Regions from separate parts of the Rattus norvegicus genome. Here region 2 is linked to region 1. The links are chromatin contacts, called in public Hi-C maps. All regions are on one chromosome and are shown on one strand. Each heading gives the region's core, a stretch centred on a gene start, on an enhancer-like site or on the middle of the called end of the contact. The rest is flanking DNA. Distances are from core to core; before and after follow the strand shown.

What was found. A called contact is a pair of places that touch in the nucleus more often than the background predicts.
Region 2: a Hi-C map of frontal cortex shows a contact between it and region 1, with 2.3 times the contacts expected there. The contact joins two enhancer-like sites. A contact is called at or near these places in 4 of 12 Hi-C or Micro-C datasets (the A7r5 cell line, frontal cortex, kidney and 1 more).

Annotation. Positions count from the first base shown.
Region 1 is chr13:106,468,768-106,471,496 of GRCr8, reverse strand. The region is part of intron 9 of Kcnh1 (potassium voltage-gated channel subfamily H member 1); the gene reads right to left. Among named protein-coding and RNA genes, the nearest start is that of Kcnh1, 220 kb to the right of the region's middle. Within about 2 kb of position 1,351, at least 10 of the 93 cell types and tissues checked have an H3K27ac peak or open chromatin away from gene starts, as enhancers often do.
Region 2 is chr13:106,619,101-106,621,829 of GRCr8, reverse strand. All of the region lies in intron 10 of Hhat (hedgehog acyltransferase), which reads left to right. Among named protein-coding and RNA genes, the nearest start is that of Hhat, 190 kb to the left of the region's middle. Within about 2 kb of position 1,334, at least 13 of the 93 cell types and tissues checked have an H3K27ac peak or open chromatin away from gene starts, as enhancers often do.

The DNA.
Region 1 (2,729 bases), core at 102-2,601:
GCACAATGGTCCCTGAAGACAAGGCTTTCTCTGTCCCCCAAAGAAAAGACCGTGGACAGCAGATGCTGCTAAATATCCAACCTAGAACGATGGCCCAAAGGAGGACCTTATCCAAGCAAAGGCAAGGTAGCCTTCCAACTCAGCAACTGCGGGAAGACGTCTCCGAGGGAAGTAAGGACGATGTCATAGCAAGGGTGCCAGAGGAGAAATCATAAGAGAGCCCTTCCATGGTCACTGTCTTCAGGGGACAGTGTGCTTTCAATCAGAGAGTGGCTGGCACGGCTCGAGACACACACACTTCCTAACTGCAACCTTTGATCAGCCCCAGAAACCAATTTACCAGGTCACTATATTCATTTTTATTTCTAACGAAGGGCAACCGATCGTAACAGAAAACATCGGACTGCATCTCCTACAACAGGACAAATGCTGCTGAGTTTTACTTCTGCATCCATCGGTTAGCAATGCAATGAGCATTTTATATCGTGGCTGTTGTCCCGAAAAAGTCTATAAGGTTTTAGTGATGGGGGATTCTATTTTGGGCTCATGCTAAGCCCACTCAGTTATGAATACTGTCCCTTCCTGTTCTTGGAGTCCGCACTAAAACTAAACAGAGAACGGGGTGGTACGGTCTAATTGGAGGAAGAACCACATCAGCAGGCTGTAAGTGACTGAACTGATAACAGGGGATCTGAGTCTGAGGGCACGGGCAGCTGTGCCCCTGTTTTCTCTATAGCCTCTTGCACGAACACTGGCATGTTCCCCTTTGTTTCTGGAGCACTGGGCACACAACACTGCTCAAAAGCTACTCATCCTTCAATCCCCCAGGAGCATCTCCATTTCCTATATAACCCTCGCTGTGCAGAGTGACAGCTCTCTAGAGTCAGTTGCTCCACATGCAGCTCTTGAGGCCTGGGATAAGATTTGGTCTAACTGTAGCAACCCACTCATGACAGGGCCTGTTCAACAGTTCTGGGAGAGAATACACTAAAGGGCATTGGAGGACAATGAAGGTCTAGTTCTCAGTCCCGTGTGATGCTCAAACCCTTTGTAGAAGAAACTGATTGCAGTTCATTGAACAAAAGTTATTCTAAGGAGAAAGGACTTTTAAAAAGCTCCAAGTGGGTGTTTCCAGGGAACAAACAGCTCGGAGTGTTGTATGCCTCACGGCCTAAAGGACAGGTTGACTCAAAGAACTTGTCATGTCCTTTTATAGACTGAGACTCTTGGCAAGCTGTTTAGGATATCGAGCCTGGACCTACTTTGGGGGCTCAATCTGGCTCTTGGGAAGCATAGAGGAGGCTTTTTCTAGCCTGGGCATCTTGAGAACAACCAACATGTTTAGTCCAAAGCGGTTGAGCTATATTTGAAGTCCAACCACACTGCTAACTGGAGCAGGCTGGATGCCCAGAGGGCTAGATTTGGAGAAGTGGAACCAGCCAAATCAACCAGGTTATGAAGTTGCTGCCTCCTAGGAAGCCCGGTGTACAGGGGAGGAGGGGAGGAATGGTTGTTTGTCCTCATCTCTCCTCAGGCTATCATCCCTCCATACTGAGTCTATTGTGCTGGTGTCTGTGGCAGGGCATTACAAAATCCCTGATCGTGGGAACACAAGAGATAATACTGGGCCTTGGGATGGATTCCTGGAAGCTTAAATAATGAGTGATCTGTGGGCAAATTGGTTCAAGATGCCTGACTCCGAAGGCTTACCTCTAGTCCAAATTCAAAGGATTGGTCAGTGGTTACATTTAGCTCAGGAATCCTGGCTAGCCCAATGTCCTCATTGGTGAATTTAAAGGGAGAGATAAGAACCCCTTCCTTCAGATACCCTACAACAATGTCTTCACCATTCCTGTGTTTGGCCCACAACCTCACTTCTCTGAGAGGAGGGAATGAGGAACAGCCAGGACTAGGCTGTCGGGCTCTATGGGCACTATGGTATCCAGCAGACAAGACACACTTCAGCTCCAACCCAGATTTAACAGGCCCCCCTCACCATATTCTGGCAAATGCTGAAGGAATATAAATCACCCTTGGGTTACCCTGAGCACAACATAGCCAGAAGGGTGAGTTGACAAGGTGCCCCAGGAGCAAGAAGGAAGCCATGTTTCAGGTACTCCAAAATCAGACAGGAGCAAATCGGCTTTAAAACTACCATTCGTCTTTACAGAGTCAGGCTTTTCATTCTAACATCACAGTAACGTAATCCCATCCATCTCACGTTTCTAGGAAATAAATCATGTGCGAACTTACGTCCGAAAACTGCAGCGGCACCAACAGTGCCAGCACCCACGTATTCCATTAGTCATCAGCGCATCGGTTTGAAAGCTAGGCAGGCATAGAGAGGCTGAAGACAGAGGGTACTAGGACAGGACTCCACAAGTCTGGTGGGAGCAGAAGGTCTGGAATCAGAGGTTGCTGGGATGGGACCCCATGGGCCTCAAACACTGGGAAGACATTTCCTTACCTCTCTGAATTTCAACTGTCTCACTTAAAGACCGAGAGTAATAAAGCCATTTTGCATGGTTAAATGAGGATCCATCTGCACAACATTGGGCAACAAGCAGGGATCCATAAGTGGTGATTTGTTGAGGTGTCTTGTCCTCTTAGAGAGATGTGTGCACTGAAGAGCTACCCTGTGGCTGCCTCAGAAGTTTCCCCATCACCACTGAAGGTCAAGCTCCCACGTTCGACACATCCCTGCTCTTCCCACATTCCTTCTTGCCATG
Region 2 (2,729 bases), core at 85-2,584, 150 kb before region 1:
GGTAAATGAGACTGAAGAGCCTTGGTTAGAGGGCTAACAGAAGCAAAGAGTGGTGAGTCACACCTCTCTCCCTGCAGCTTTTGGTGTGGTTGAGAGGAATGCAAGCCAGTTGAGGACCAGAAGGTGTGTATGCACTATACCCAGAAAGAAGCTTCTAGAAAACTGATGTTTGTGAGGGAAGGAGTTGATGTGAGCCGAGCTCTTGGTCTCCAAAGAGCTGGGGTTGAGCAGAACCCTCATGAGTGAGAAGAAGCACTGGCTGGCTAGGAGGGAAGAGAAGCCTGGCCCTGATAATGCACAACTGAAATCGGGAGTCTGAGGGCTTGTTGGAGTCCGTAGGTCGACATGACATGAAGGGTGGCTGGAAAGACCGAAAGGTCCTCATGTAAAAGACTTGAGAATCAAGCTTAGAATCTGGAAATGCAAAGTCCTTAACCAAACGACCACGTTAAATTAACATATTAATACCATGTGTCAACCAGCATGCTGGGATAACTCCACAGGCTAGAGCAGGCCTATTCTTATAAACAGCATGTTCCTCGGTAGCATGGCTGGTTGGTGCCCCTCTGTGATCTTCCTGCCATGCCACCATCAATAAAGCTTGAAACGGCAGTGCAAACTGCCCCCTGTACATTTTCTTCTCAGTAGCAATCTGAAGCCCAGGTCTCACCATCTCTGGTGAGCAGGTAGAACTCTGAGAATAATTCCCCATCAGCTCAGGTATGTCAGCCTGCATAGACTCCCGTTTGCTGAGGCTGCCCCGAGGGGAGGCTTGGCACAGCATCTAGTTCCTCCCGGAAGGCTGACTTGTGGCTTCAGCTTCTTTTCCCATCAGCTCAGCTACAGCAGGACTCTCTGGACAGCAGCTCCCGCTCTGATCATCTACTCTCCTGCCTCCATTGTCCCAGCTGAGAGCAAAACACAGACTCACAGAGCAGTCCCTCATGGGAAAAAGAAAAGCTCTTGTAACATACCCACTGAAGCTCTCTCTGGGTTTCCTTCCTAAGGCTGAGTCTCTTTTCTTACCCCCAACCCCCCAAATTAAAATTATCTACTGGAAACAGCAGGGTCAAAACTGCCAAGATTCTTGTTGGGTCCCTTGCTTGTCCTTTGTTTATTTCCCAAGTAATATGCTCACACTATGCCGTATATTCTTATGTGTGTTTGTGTATGTGTGTGTGTGTGTGTGTGTGTGTGTGTGTGTTGCACTTCTGTGTGTATAGCATGTGTGAGTGCTCATTTTAAAGCTCTGAGAAGGCATGGAGCACAGGACTCCTAAAATAAAACCCTTCTAAAGTGTCTCACATCTCTCCAAAGACCTAGAAATAAACTCCGCTTAAAAAAGCATGCCAAACAGCTGCTAGCCTTGTTTGAGATGAGCTGGGCTGGCAGCCGCGTGCCTGTAACTACCCACACAAAGTGGGGAGAGCGCTTTAAGTTGAGTCCCTGTTTCCTCTGGTGTTGGCCCCGTTCCTGTAGCAGGTTGGAGTCAACAATGGAATGACCCTTGTCTGTGTCTTACGAGGGTGGCAGAAAACCATGATATAAAAAGATGCAGGGCCTTTGCCAAGCTGAATGTCCTTGAAAGTGATGGCGTTGGTTGGTGTAACGACAGTGTTGGTGCAATGCCGTTATAAGAAAACGTGCTTGTCCTGTTAGGGGAAGGTGAGGATTAAGGCATGTATATATCATAAGACTTACTTAAAAGTACACAGGAGCACAGAAAAGCAGCAATGGAAGTCACTGCTTCTTGTCTCCCAGGGGTACCTGTGCTGAGTAATTTATGGTTTCTACCTCTGCACGGTGAGCCTGTACTGTGGTCTAGTCAGGGGCAGACTAGCAGGGTGGACTCACCCCTGCCGAGGCTTGACTTGCCTGGGCCCATATCTTATTTGTGTTCGAGGTTTTTTGGGTAGAGTTGTCATTCTGAGGAACAAGATACCTGGGGCTGTTGTAGCTCTCAGATTTCATTACAGAAGAGACTAGATGGACACTGTCTGGGGCTCTTTTGAAATGTCATTGCTTAATAGTTACTGCAGCCCTTCTGGGTTGGTTAATACTTCAGGTTCAGAGAGGAGGGGACTGGAGACAGGGAAAGACAAGTATTTAGCTCTACCCTGTGGAAGTTGAATGCAGTCATATGTGATCTCTTTGGAGCATCCTATATTTCGGACACAAAGGGTATTCCTGGATAAATCCCTCCTGCCCCACGTGGGGCATCTGCCCATTTGTTCTGCGTGTCCTGACTGCTGGTGCACCATTGAGCAACAGACTAGGTGACATTCCAACATTCCAGCCCTCCATTCTTGAACAAGTTATGAAGTGTGTGTGTGTGTGTGTGTGTGTGTGTGTGTATCCCTGAATGTATTTACCCATGCACACATGAGTATGTGTGCATGTGGATTCTAGAGGCCCATGTCGGGTATCTCCCTTTGTTTTTGAGACAGTCTCTTACTGAACCAGGAGCTCACCAACTTGGCAAGACTGGCTTGCCCTCAAGCCCAAGCCACCTGCCCTATCACTGTTTCCCAGTGTGGAGGCCACAGGCGGTCCTGCGCCCAGACTTTAATGTAGGTCCTGGGGCCGTTTCACTTGCATGATGAGCACTGACCCTCAGAGCTCTTTCTCCCATCTCCGAAACTGGGAATTTAGTTGTAGTCTTCACAGTTGTGGGTGAAGTAACTAATCTGAAAAATCAGTCCAAGTGAATTTCGGGGCTCATAAAGGTG